Linked DNA regions of Macaca mulatta: region 1 is linked to region 2. The links are chromatin contacts, called in public Hi-C maps. All regions are on one chromosome and are shown on one strand. Each heading gives the region's core, a stretch centred on a gene start, on an enhancer-like site or on the middle of the called end of the contact. The rest is flanking DNA. Distances are from core to core; before and after follow the strand shown. Region 1 holds the start of LOC100427312. Region 2 holds the start of LOC114674074.

What was found. A called contact is a pair of places that touch in the nucleus more often than the background predicts.
Region 1: a contact with region 2 is called in a Hi-C map of fetal cortex germinal zone, with 5 times the contacts expected there. The contact joins the promoter of LOC100427312 here to the promoter of LOC114674074 in region 2. A contact is called at or near these places in 2 of 14 Hi-C or Micro-C datasets (blood and fetal cortex germinal zone).

What each region holds. Positions count from the first base shown.
Region 1 is chr19:65,695,437-65,702,599 of T2T-MMU8v2.0, reverse strand. LOC100427312 reads right to left here and starts at 5,632. Exons shown (of 9, transcript XM_077981537.1): 1 at 5,587-5,632. LOC144337330 (a long non-coding RNA gene) reads left to right here. Exons shown (of 2, transcript XR_013410304.1): 1 at 1-420; 2 at 3,750-5,633. It also overlaps the pseudogene LOC144337282.
Region 2 is chr19:65,543,639-65,550,752 of T2T-MMU8v2.0, reverse strand. It overlaps LOC114674074, which reads right to left and starts at 3,843. Exons shown (of 5, transcript XR_013410167.1): 1 at 3,800-3,843. LOC144337324 (a long non-coding RNA gene) reads left to right here and starts at 4,553. Exons shown (of 3, transcript XR_013410298.1): 1 at 4,553-5,223.

The sequences.
Region 1 (7,163 bases), core at 4,383-6,882, 150 kb before region 2:
CTAGTCACACATGGGAAGCTGACTAGTCTTCTACACACAGCCAAAGCTTGAGGACTCATCATGCAAGTAAATGTGGTTAGAAATCTTAAGACTAGTAGTTTTCCTTGTAATACTAACTGTTTTATTATTGTTCTGTCATTGTACTCAACCTCCTCCCCCAGGCAAGGCCCTCTTCTGACCTTGCTGGATATGAATATGCTGTCCATTGTTTTGCTGTTGTTACTCCCCCTAACCATGTTAGAAGAAGCCCCTATAGAACTGTGTCCCCACTGTACACATACTACCTGGTCAGGGAACAGCATAACTAAGACGCTATTGTTCCATAGTTATTAGGAGTGTATAAAGTGTATAAAAAATATTATAAAGGCCAGGCACGGGGGATCATGCCTGTAATTCCAGCACTTTGGGAGGCTGAGGCGGGTGGATCACCTGAGGTTGGGAGTTTGAGACCAGCCTCAGTAACATGGAGAAACCCCATCTCGAATAAAAAGACAAAATTAACCAGGCATGGTGGTGCATGCCTGTAATCACAGCTATTCAGGAGGATGAGGCAGGAGAATCGCTTGAACGCAGGAGGTGGAGGTTGTGGTGAGCCATGATCATGCCATTGCACTCCAGCCTGGGCAACAAGAGTGAAACTTCATCTCAAAAAAAAAAAAAAAAGACTTGTACATATAATCAGACCATCTACTCAATTTGTGACCCAGGAAATAACCAACCTTATGTATGTTATAACCCCAAATTTTCACTTGGCGAATACTTTAAAATTCATGCAAGGTCAAAAGAAAGTCCCCTCTTAAACCAAACCAAGGTCCCTCCCTTTTACCGAGGGCCTATTTCTCTGTATTTTGATGCTGGTCCAGCAGCAGACCTAGACTCATCCGTCTGTGGTAACCCACCTGTACAGAGATACTATGGAAACGACTACAAATACCTATGCATGCCACCTTGTTCCCCTGGGACCCAGAAAAAGATGGTGAGTATTGCACATTGCGGCACCCCAGCACACAACAAAGGCCAATCATGCTTACCGAAATGCCGGCAAAACCAGATTGTGAAACAAAAACCTGTCATCCTGTAAATTTCACCATTCTAAAGCCAGACCTACCCATGCGGACTGTGGGTTACCCCATACATGTCTCCACACACCTACCCAGCAACCTACCTATACGTTATCAAAAAGGAACCTGGACCAGCAACAATTCTGAGTCTTTAAATCATTCCATACGCACGTAGACCAGAAGTTACCAGAGCCTCCTCCTTTAGCTAAAAACCTGTTCACTCGGGTTGCTGAAAACATTGCTAGCAGCTTAAGCATTTTCTCATGTTACGTTTGTAGAAGGACTAATATAGGAGACCAATGGCCTTAAGAAGCAAAAGCGTTAATGTCACAAGATAATTTAACTCTAACTGACTCTTCTCCCGAACCGATGCCCACAAGTTCAAGCGCCTCGCTCTTAAAAACTTCCATTATCAGGAGATACTGTGTTGCTCGCTAAGGAAAAGCTTTTACGGACTCAGTAGAAGAATTAACTTGTTTAAGACAGCAGTATTATCATAAACCACTAAAGAAAACTTCGTGGAAAGGCAAGGCAAGGATGACTCCAGATCACCTCATCCAAATCCATTCTCCCGTTTCTCTTCTCCCGTTACCGCATCTAGTAACAGCTTGAAGCTCCATATACCTGGCAAGCACCCTCCCGTCTCTATTAGATCTGTGGGCCTCGCGACTACGGACAGTTGCCAGGAAAGTGGACAAGGGCTTGTGTACTTGAAACAATTAGACCATCTTTCTCCTTACTCCCACTGCAACAGGGAGAACCTTGATGGTATCCTGTCTACAAAAAAATCAAAGAAAAAAACAAAAGAGATATGGACATAAGAAAATACATAAAATAGAAGATTAGAAAGACACAGATCGGCCCCTGAAAGACTAATTCAGTACTTTAGGCCAGCTACCTGGGCACAAGATAAGTCATAAAGCTACCGCACCCCAATTTACACGCTTAACCGCATCCTAAAGTTGCAAGCAGCACTTGAAATCATCACTAATGAAACAGCAAATGCATTCGACTTACTGGCCCAGCAAGCCACAAAAATGAGAAATGCCATCTACCAAAATAGATTAACTTTAGACTACCTCCTAGCCCAGGAAGGAGGAGTACGTAGAAAATTTAATCTAACCAATTGCTGCCTGGAAATCAATGGCAATAGGAAGGCTATTACAGAAATAACTGCCAGAATGAAAAAATTAGCCCATTTTCCAGTCCAGACTTAGAAGAAGTAGGCTCCTGAGTCCCTCTTTAGAGGCTGGTTTTCCTCCTTCAGTAGGTTCAAAACCTCAATAGGAGTAGTTCCAGCCACACTAAGAATTTGTTTAATACTCCCTTGCCTCTTACCTCTCCTTGTTAAGAACATTCAATCAATGATAGAAACAATTGTAACCAGGCAGACTACCACTCAGCTAATAGCTCTATGTGAGTATCAGCCTGTGCCTAAAGAAGAAAACCTGCTCTTTCATGAAGAATCCAGTAACAATGATGCTTTCTATTAAAATCTTGTTTATAACTAGCACCAAAGGGAGAAAACTGAGGCAGAAATTTAAAAAATAAATATGCATTCATTCACTCTAGGAAAAGTAACAGGCAAGGCAAGGGTTAAAAAGAAAAGAACCAGTTTTCCTCTGCCTAGCAAGCTCACTTCAAGGACAGTTATATCATAACCCTGTTTGAGAAGTCTAAGCCAAAGGAACGGGCTCCAGACACCTCCCCTTTAGAAGAAGAATGAAGAAAGAAAGAAGGAAGGAAGGAAGGAAGGAAGGAAGGAAGGAAGGAAGGAAGGAAGGAAGGAAGGAAGGAAGGAAGGAAGGAAGGAAGGAAGGAAGGAGAGGGAGGGAGGGAGGGAGGGAGGGAGGGAGGGAGGAAATGTGTGTATTTAGCTGTTCTTGTTTTTCTTTCAATGCAGCTACAAGGCCACCAGCTATGCAAGGTTACAAGTTATGCTATGGTATAGATTACATGACCTATCACTATATGACTAACTGCTTTTATTTTGCGTCTGTGAGTCTGCTTATAAAACTCCACTCTGTCTTTGTTGAAATGCTCAGCTTTTTAGATGTAAATCCACTGAGCCGGTGAGTACCTTAAATAAACATCCTCCTTTCTCCCCCATATCAGTCTCTCTAGTCCTCAGTTTGCCACACCACCATCTCTGTGCCTCCTCTGCTCTCCCTGTTAAATTATCTCTTCCCTTTATACCCCTTGTCCCCACTCTCTGGCAGCCTAGATCCCCAGGTGTCCTCCCTGCTGTGGTTCTCCCTCTGTTTTCCTTGCCACCAGCACCACTCTGCTCTGTCTGCCCCGGCTCCAAATCCCTCCCCCTCTCCCTCACTCTGATGAGCCTCCCTCTTTGCTGTCCCTCTCCCTACCTTGCTGTCCTTCATCTGTCTGTCCTTCTTCTTTTTTTTTTTTTTTTTTTTTTTGAGACAGAGTCTCGCTCTGTCACCCAGGCTGGAGTGCAGTGGCATGCTCTAGGTTCACTGCAACCTCTGCCTCCTGGGTTCAAGCAATTCTCCTGCCTCAGCCTCCCCAAGTAGCTGGGATTACAGGCGCCTGCCACCACATCTGGCTAATTTTTGTATTTTTAGTAGAGACAGGGTTTCACCATGTTGCCCAGGTTGGTCTCGAACTCCTGACCTCAAGTGATCCGCCTGCCTCAGCCCTCCAAAGTGCTGGGATTACAGGCGTGAGCCACTACGCCTGGCCATCTGTCGGTCCTTCTAGCTTTTCTCTGCATTTCTTCAGTTGCTTTTCTCCTCCTGCTTTATTATTATTATTTTTTTCACTTTTGCTATCTCTTGGCAAATCCCTACCCCATTCTCTACTTTGCCATCTGTTATGAGTCTTTGTCATTCTTTTCTGTCTCAGGTTTTCTACTGGTCTCTGTCTGTCTCCTGATCCCTTTGGCCCACACAATCACAGGAGAGTTTGGAGTAAGATGCCTGCATACCAGGGGAGCGCATTTTAAAGGGGCTGGAGCTGGGCAGGGAAGAACAGCCTGTGTCACAGGATGTGGGGAAAAGAAATAGAGGTCAGATTGTTACTGTGTCCATGTAGAAAAGGAAGACATAAGAAACTCCATTTTGATCTGTACTAAGAAAAATTGTTTCTGCTTTCAGATGCTGTTAACCTGTAACTTTAGACCCAACCCTGTGCTCACAGAAACATGTGCTGTAAGGAATCAAAGTTTAAGGGATTTAGGGCTGTGCAGGACTTGCCTTGTTAACAATATGTTTACATGCAGTATGCTTGGTAAAAGTCATCGCCATTCTCCATTCTCGATTAACCAGGAACACAATGCACTGCGGAAAGCCTCTGCCCAAGAAAGCCTGGTATTGTCCAAGGTTTGCCCCCACTGAGACAGCCTGAGATATGGCCTCATGGGAAAGGAAAGACCTTACCATCCCCCAGCCTGACACCCATAAAGGGTCTTTGCTGAGGAGGATTAGTAAAAGAGGGAGCCTCTTTGCAACTGAGATAAGAGGAAGGCTGTCTCTTGCTCATCCTTGGGATTGGAATGTCTTGGTGCAAAGCCGACCATTCCCATTCTTTCTATTTTCAGATAGCAGAAAACCGCCCTGTGGCTGGGGGTGAGATATGCTGGCAGCAATACTGCTCTGTTACTCTTTGCTACACTGAGATGTTTGGGTAAAGAGAAACATAAAGCTAGCCTGCGTGCACATCCGGGCACAGTACTTATTTTCCTTGAACTTATTCATGATACAGATTCCTTTGCTCACACGTTTCCCTGCTGACCTTCTCCCCACCTGTTGCCCTGATACACGCCCCTAGCTAAGATAGTAAAAATAATGATCACTAAATACTCAGGGAACTCAGAGGCTGGGACCGGTGCGGGTCCTCCCTATACTGAGCACCCCCTGGGCCCACTGTTCTTTCTCTATACTTTGTCTCTGTGTCTTCCTTCTTTTCTCAGGCTCTAGTCCCACCTGACGAGAAATACCCACAGGTGTGGAAGGGCTGGCCCCCTTTAACAGGACAGGCCCCAGCCACCTCCCCAACGTAGGCTCAGGGGAAGCCGTGACTGCGGAGGGGAGACCTAGGGAGCAGCAGGGCCCAGCAGGAGGAGGGAGGTCCGGGGGCGAGGGCGCCTTAAGACAAGGGTGGGGTCTGCAGGATCCCAGGACCAGACAGAGGAGGCGGCCTTCCTGGGACTGGGGCCGCGGTTCTACGTTCCATGGGCGGAAGAGGGCGAGAATCCACCTCTCCGATGAGGACTTTAAAAAGCGCGGGGCGGGAGGAGTCAGAAAAAGGTTTAGAGCAGGAAAACTACGCGATAGAAAGTGTACACACTGCCCTACAGCAGAAAGACCCGGGACGGGGCTAGCCTCAGGGCGACCTTAAACCCCTAAGGAAGCGACCCCCGGACTCTCACAGGGTCGTCTCAATTTGCTCTAGGTGAAGGAAGATGGCTGAAAATTTCCAGGTTTGTGGGGACCCCACACCCCAGGAACAGAAGCGCCAGGGACCTGGGAAGCGCAGACTTAATACAACACAGAACGAAACTCACGCGCCGCGATGGGACCGTCACTCCACGCGATCCGCTTCCGGGTTTTCGCGAATCTGCGCGCAGGACAAAAGCCAGGCCTGGGTGGGACCCGCGAGGAGGTGGGCGGGGCCTAGGCGAGGTAGGGGCGGGGCGCGAGGCGGAGAGATTTTGCTCTTTAGAACCGGCAGAGGGCGGGGCAGGGGCGGGGCAGGGGCGGGGCCGGGGCGGGACCTGTGAGTTCCTCACCCTCCCTCCGGCGCCTGTTTTAGGGTTTTGGAGTCCAGACCCGCCAGAAAGGCTGAGGCCTGATTCAAAAGCTCTGGAATTGTCTGGAATGGGCATGTAAACTAGAATGTGAAATGCAAAGCCCTGCCTGGGCCGAAGGTACAATTTCATGCTGACGGCCCACAGAACAGAATAGAAATTCTCTCCGTTTCTATTCTCCATTCACCGGGTGGGGGGAAAATCCACCCTGTGCTCAGCTTCAGAGACTTCCCTAAAGCCACCGCCTGGGATGCGGGACGCAATGCTCAGGAAAGCGAGGAGTGAGGTGACCACCTGCTGGATAAATACAGCAGAGGCGCAGGGGAGGGAGACTGAGGACCCAGCTACTCAGGAAGCAGCGGCGGGAGGATCGCTGAGCCTGGGGTCCAGGCCAGCCTGGGCGACAAAGTAACACCCGCTCCCGCAGGGCTCCCTTCCTCCTCTCTCTCTCTTTTTTCCTTTTTTTTTTTTAATAACAAAAATACAATTTTGATTGCATGAGATAGGGATCCAACATTATTCTTTTCCATGTGGATATCCAGTTAGTTTTCTCAGCACATTTGTGGAAGAGATTTATTACTTTATTTACTTATTTCTTTTGTTTTGAATGAGAGTATTTCTCTGTAGCCCAGGCTAGAGGGCAGTGAGGGGATCTCGGCTCACTGCAGCCTCTGCCTCCTAGTTTCAGGCGATTCCCCTGCCTCAGCTGCGGTGTACCTGCCATTACAGGCGCGTGCCACCATGCCCGGCTAATTTTCGTAGACGAGTTTCACCATGTTGGCCAGGCTGGTCTCAAACTCTTGACTTCAAGTGATCCGCCTGCCTCGGCCTCCCAAAGTGCTGGGATTACAGGCGTGAGCCACTGCGCCTGATCCAACAAATACCTTTTACTTCACTTTCTAATTGTTGAGAAAATATAATTGAAAACAAAGCAAAACAAAATCTTCCCCCAAATGACAAAACATCTGCACGACGATAATAGAGAAAGAAATTTAAAAAGTTATTAATAAATAAGCCTTAGACCAGAATGTGATGGGAAATAGAAGCAAACAGCTGAGAGGTTGAAAAAAGAGAAAGAAACTTCCCTGTTCTATACAACCCATTAAGTACATGTTTTCAAGATAAACACTAATCAGTCCTCAGGGAAGAGGACTTGACAACACCCTTGGTCACACATAGTTCATCCTGGCTCTACTGGGTAATGGAGGTGACCATTTCTGTCAGCTAATTAGCTTCATGCTGAGGAGGGGAAGAAACCCTAACCCATGTTTCTTTGACGAGTGTGAGTTTTACAACATGGAGACAGGTGCCATCTCTAGTGAGGCTCCTAAAAT
Region 2 (7,114 bases), core at 2,594-5,093:
CACTGCACTCCAGCCTGGGAGATAGGTTAAGACTCAAAAGTAAAATTAAATTAAATTAAATTAAAATTAAAATACAAAAATGAGCCGGGTGTGGTGGCACACACATTTAATTTCAGCTGCTTGCAAGGGTGAGGCACAAGAATTGCTTGACCCCAGGAGATAGAGGTTGCAGGGAGAGAAGGTCACGAGACTGCACTCATAGCCTGCACGATGGAGTGAGACTGTCTCAAAAAAAATAAAATAAGAAGAGTGTTTCTGATGTGACTGATGCAGAGATAATAAAATCTGAGTAACATGATAGAGACTGACAGGCAGAGGGAACTTCAGATGGTGGTGGGAGGGCATGGGAGACAGCTCTCAGCCTAGACCTGAAGGAGGAGATAGGGACAGGGCCATGATCATTTAGGGACACAGGGTAAGAGCAGGGACAGCGACCTGAGACAGGAAGGGTTTTAGTGTTTGGGAAAAGAGACAAGCAATATGCCTGGGGCAGAGGGAGTCAGGAGATGGAGGCAAGCTCCGAGGAGGAGGCTGGACACTGGCAGAGGCCCTGGACACAGGGCTGTGGAGCCACAGTGAGGAGCTGGGCTTTCAACGTTTGTCCACATAGACCAGAGGTGCCTTGAGGGAAACATGCACTTAATAGCTCACAGCTCAAGATTTTGACAGATGACATAAGGAAAGAAAACTGAAAAATAGACTAACTGGTTAAATTCCATTTTGATGTTAAAGGTTTCCAATAAATAATAAAGACTAGAAAGCATGCAGACCTCGATCTGAAACAGACACAACTAATTTCAAACAGAAATTATTTTGAAATTGTTTTTTAAAAAATCGAACAAATTCAGATGTCAATGGGAAAATAACTAGACCATATACAGGTACAGAAAGGAATAATGTGAGCTGGTTACAGGATGCCACAAAGGCATCTTTCAGAAATGATTATGGATTAAAAAAGAAATATTTAAAATCAAGATTTATCTCAAAGTAAAACTGCAAAAAAAGAAAAAAAAAAAGAAGGAAAGAAAGAAATGAAGAGGAACCAGAAAGAAAATATGTTACACAATGAGAACAAAAGCACTTTCGATGTCCCTTTTGCTTTCATTTTTTGTTGTTGTTGTTTCTTTGTTTTTCTGAGATGAAGACTCGCTCTGCCCCCCAGACTGCAGGGCAGTGGTATCGTTTCAATTCACTGTAACCTCTACCTCCCAAGTCTGATTCTCATGCCTCAGCCTCCTGAGCAGCTGGAACTACAGGTGCACACCACCACGTCTGGCTTACTTTTTTAGTATTTTTACTAGAGACGGGGTTTCACCATGTTGGCCAGAATGGTCGTGAACTACTGACCTTCGGTGATTGGCTCCCACAGTGCTGTGATTATAAGCATGAGCCACCACGCCCAGCTTTGATGGCCCTTTTTTTTTTTTTTTTTTTGAGATGGAGTCTCACTCTCACCCAGGATGGAGTACAGTGGCACAATCTTGGCTCACTGCAACCTCCGCCTCCCAGGTTCAAGTGATTCTCCTGCCTCAGCCTCCTAAGTAGCTGGAATTACAGGCACGTGCCACCACACCCAACTAATTTTTAAATTTTTAGGAGCAAAGGGATTTCACCGTGTTGGTCAGGCTGGTCTCAAACTCCTGACCTTGTGATCCTTGTGATCCACCCGCCTCGGCCTCCCAAAGTGCTGGGATTACAGGCATGAGCCACTGCTCTTTTAAAAAGTACTATGGGCTAGGCGTGGTGGCTCATGCCTGCAATCCCAGCATTTGAGGGGCCAAGGTGGGTGGATCATCTGAGGTTGGGAGTTTGAGACCAGCATGACCAATATGAAGAAATCCTGTCTCTACTAAAAACACAAAATTTGCTGGACGTGGTGGCTCATACCTGTAATCCCAGCTACTCGGGAGGCTGAGGCAGGAGAATCGTCTGAACCTGGGAAGTGGAAATTGCGGTGAGCTCAGATTGTGCCATTGCACTCCATCCTGGACAAGAGTGAGATTCCGTCTCAAACAAACAAACAACGACTCCGTAGGCCAGGCACGGTGGCTCCTCTCTGTAATCCCACCTGTAATCCCAGTAATTTGGGAGGCCAAGGCCAGATGATCCTTTGAGGCCAGAATTGAGACCAGCCTGGGAAACATAGTGAAATCCCGTTTCTGCCAAAAACAAAAAAAACAAAAACAAAAAAAACAAAACCTAGCCGGGTTTGGTGGCTCATGCCTGTGGTCCCAGCTACTCAGGAGGCTGAGGCAGGAGGATTGCTTGAGTCTAGGAGGTCGAGGCTGCAGTTAGAAGAGATCACACCACTGCACTCCAGCCTGGGGGACAGAGCCAGACTCTGTCTCAAAATATATATTAATTAAATTAAAACTATTACATAATAACAGAAAGTGATTCTCCCATTTCACTGCCCGTACCCCACCATGGGAAAAGGGAAGAGAGTGTCTCACAATTGAATTAAGTTACTACACTCTGGCTGAATAGGGATTCCAAGTGGAAGCTGACCTCTGATGCCAAGATTTATAGAATGTACATGCCTTAGAGATAGGAATTTTAAAATTCTCAATATCATCTGTATAATTTAAACAAGTTTTAAGTTATTAGATTATATACAGAGAAGTCAACCTGTCACAACTAATCATATCCAATGAACTCACCCATTCATCTGAACCCAAAGTCCCCCACCCCTTTTAATCTTTTGAGACAGGGTCCCGCTCTGTTGACCAGGCTGCAGTGCAGTGGCATGATCTCAGTTCACTGAAGCCTGGACCTCCTGGGCTCAAGTAATCCTCCTGCCTCAGCCTCCAGAGTAGCTGGGATTACAGGTGTGCACCATCACGCCCGGTTAATTTTTTTTTTCTTTTGGCAGAGATGGGGTTCTCACTATGTTGGCCAGGCTGGCCTCGAACTCCTGTACTCAAGCAATCCCCTTGCCTCAGTCTCCTAAACTGCTGGGATTACAGGCATGAGCCACTGCGCCCAGGTCCTCTGTCTTCATTACTGTGCTTCCCTCCCTAACTCTGTACATATCTCTCATTCTCCCCTTCTCGCTCTAGCTCTTGTTTTCTTTTCTTTTTCCCTGGGATCTGCTCCTCCTGCTTTCTTTTTTCTTTTCTTTTTTTTCATTTTTGCTCTCTTCACAAATCCCTCAGCCATCCTCTACTTTGCCATCTGTTATGGTCTTTCTCATTCTTGTTCTCTCTGTCTCAGGTTTTCTACTGCTCTCTCTCAGTCTCCTGATCCCTTTGGCCCACACAATCACAGGGGGCTCTGCAGTAAGACGCCTGCATCCCGGAGAAGCGCATTTTCCAGTGGCTGGGCAGGCAAGAACACCCGGTGTCATAGGACAGCCCCGGGCACCTCCCCTACGGGCTCAGGGTAAGCGGTGACTGCGGTGGGGAGACCTGGGGAGCATAAGGGCCCGGAACGAGGAGGGAGGTGGGGGGCGACGGCGCCTTAAGACAAGGCTGGGAGGCGCCAAGAGCGGGAATCCGCCTTGCCGTCAGGACTTGAAAAAGTGCGGGTCGGGAGGAGTCAGAAAAAGGTTTTGAGCAGGAAAACTACGCGATGGGAAGTGTATACACTGCCCTGTAAGAGAAAGACCCGCGAAGGGACCATCCTCAGGGCGACTTTAAACCCAAAAGGAAGCAACGCCTGGACTCTCACGGGGACGTCTAAATTTGCTGTGGGTGAATGAAGACGGGTGACAATTTCCAGGTCTATGGGGACCCCAGGGCCCAGGTACAGAAGCGCCGGGGACCTACGACACGCAGACTTAACACAGAGCAAAACTCACCGCTGCGGTGGGACCGTCACTCCACGCGATCCGCTTCCGGGTTTGCGTAAATCTGCGCAGGCAGGACAGAAGCCAGGCCTGGGCGGGACCCACGAGGAGGTGGGCGGGCCTGGGCGAGGTAGGGGCGGGGCGCGAGGCGGAGAGACCTTGCCCTTCAGAATTAGCAGAGGGCGGGACCCGGGCGGGACCTGTGCGCCTCTCATCCTAGCTCCCAGCGCCTCTGGTTTTCGAGCTTTGGAGGCGGGACCTGCCAGGAAGGCTGAGGCGTGATTCAAAAGCCCTGTAATTGTCTGAAACGGGGATGCAAACTAGAACGTGAAATGCAAAGCCCTGCCTGGGTGCAGCGTAACGATTTCAGGCTGACGGCCCAAATAATAGAATAGAAATCCTCTCCCTTTCTATTCTCCGTTCACTGGGAAGGGAGAGTCCACCCTATGCTCAGCTTCAGAGACTTTCCTAGGGCCACCGCCTAGGATGCGGGACCGAGTGCTCAGGCCAGGAAGGAGTGAGGTCACCACCTGCTGCTTAAACCCAGCAGAGATGCGGGCACAGGGCCGAAAGCCTGAGGTTCCAGCTACTCAGAGAGGAGCGGCGGGAGGATCGCTGAACCTGGGGCTCCAAGTTAGCCTGGGCGACAAAGTAACACCTCCTCCTGCAGCGCTCCCTTCCTCGTCTCTCTCTCTCTCTCTTTTAAATTTCTTTAAATAAAATTTTTGATTGTGTGAGATAGGGATCCAATATTATTCTTTTTCATGTGAATATCCAGTGAGTTGTCCTAGCACATTTGTGGAAGAGATCTATTACTTTCATTCTTATATTTACATTTTTCTTTTCTTTTCTTTTTTGAGACAGAGTATTTATCTGTCACCCAGGCTGGAGTGCAGTGGCGAGATCTCGGCTCACTGCAACCTTCACCCCGTGGGTTAAAGTAGTTCTCTTGCCTCCGCCTCCCAACTAGCTGGGATTACAGACGGGCGCCACCAAGCCTGGCTAATTGTTTTGTATTTTTAGTAGAGACGGGGTTTCATCACGTTGGCCAGGCTGGATTCGAACTCCTGACGTCAAGTGATCCAGCCGCCTCCTCCTCCCAAACTGTTGGGATTACAAGTGTTAGCCACCGCGTCTGGTCAGGAAAACTCTTAGAAGTTGCATCTGCATACCACTGGACTCAGGTTGCATGACCACATTCCTTTCAAAGCTCAGTATTTAAAGGTCCATACTTTTACATTGGAATTATTTGATGTTTGAAATATTTAACTTCCTACCGAGATACAGGTACTGTCTCCCTTGTTGCTTGCCTTTCAAAGAGAGACCCCAAGTCCTTCAGAAATACATCCCTGGGTTATTAAGCTGAAAAAAGGATTACGTTGTTTCTAAAAAATACCACTTCAAGCCAGGCGCGGTGGCTCACACCTGTAATCCCAGTGGTTTAAGAGGCGGAGGCGGGCGGATCGCCTGAGGTCGGGAGTTCGAGACCAGTCTGACCAAAATGGAGAAACCCCATATCTAGTATAAATACAAGGTTAGCCGGGCATGCTGGTGCATGCCTGTAATCCCAGCTACTCAAGTGGCTGAGGCAGGAGAATCGCTTGAACCCGGGAGACAGAAGTTGCGGTGAGCGGAGATCGCGCCATTGCACTCCAGCGTGGGCAACAAGAGCAAAACTCTGTCCAAAGAAAAGCCTCAGGAGACAGAGAAAATGCATTTACAAATTTTCTAAATAAATGTCCTAGGAAAAGAGACGAAAAAAAAATCTTTTTTTATTTTCAAAGGAGGAATTATACCTCTCATTTATTTGCTTGTTTGTTTGAGACAGGGTCTCGCTCTGTCACCGAGGCTGGAGTGTGGTGGCGAGATTAGAGCTCACTGCAACCATAAAATCCCTGGCTCAAGTGATCCGACCTCAGTGCCCCGAGCAGGTGGGACCACAGGCGTGCACCACCACACCTGACTCATTTTTTGATTTTTAGTAGAGACGACGTCTCACTATGTTGTCCAGGCTGATCTCAAAATCCTGGGCTCAAGCGATCCTCCCGCCTCAGCCTCTCAAAGTGCTGAAATTACAGGTGTGAGCCACCGCTCCATGACCTGACTTTACTTCCGTGAAATATGAAATTATCCTCCACCTCCTGTGTGTCATAGGCAGTTTTGCATGTCACCTTTCAGTTTCCATTATCCACTCAAACAACCCAGGACCTTGCTTAGTTTAATAAGACTTTCTAACTGTCAGTCCCCGCTGCAACCAGCGCCCCACTCCACCCCTTTACCGAGGTCCCTGCCCCTCTCCCCGGCCCTGCCCCAGACGGAGGGGAGCTCGCCCCGCCTGCAGGACGCGCGACTCCACCTGCTCAAAAAAGGCGCTTTGCATTAAAGCCATTTTCAATTTAAGAGGAAAAACTATTCAGCGTTCAGCACAGGTGGTCCACTACAGTAAGTTGTTTTACCTTCCATTGCTTGAAATATTAACTTAAAACGGGCAGGAAGCATCCACGTGATATTAGGGGTAACATCACGGCACATTAAAATCAATCCACCAATCGGAACCCGGAGGATCCAGTCCTAGAGGGAGAGGATGACAGCCGGCGACATCCATGGCCCAGCTGAGGAGAGAGCCCGGACCCGCCCCCTCCAGGCCTGGCTCTTTAGAATCACACACCTTCGGGAGCCCGCCCCCTAGACGACGATAACCCTCTGGCGCGGCTCCTGCAGGCTGTCCGACCCGGCCCCAGGCAGCCTCCTCCCTCTTGCCCCGCCCCAGTCCCGTTCCAGGCCCTGCACCCACAGCGGCCTCCACCCTCTAGCCCTGACCCAGCACCTGTTCAGGCCCCGCCCCCTCTTTGATCTTACCCCCGCCCGCCTGTCCCCGCCCAGTGTCCAGGCCCCGCCCAGACAGGGTTCAGGACCCATCCAGGGTTTTTCTGCACGCAGCGCCCGGGGCTGACTCACGTGACGGTTTTTGTTTTTGTTTTTGTCTTTCTGCTTCAGACCTGCCTTTCGCAGCACCCTAGCCCCGAGTCCAGCCACACCAGGAATCTGGGTGCTTCGGAATGTTGAAATCCCCACGCGAGTTTGTGCAGTTATCAGGGAGTCCCAGGTTCACCATGGGAAACTCGCAGGCCCAGTGGCTCTGCAGCTTTTACATCGTTTTACAAGATGTCTTCCCCCTTTCAGGATCCTATTGCCCTTTTCATTAATACCAGCTGGCGGCTGCTGAGCGCCTCATCCTTATCCACCCATGTTTCCCAGCTGTCAGCCCCTTTGTTATCATGAACGGTGACTCCAGTGTCGATCTTTTCTTGGCATGGTGGATGAGGA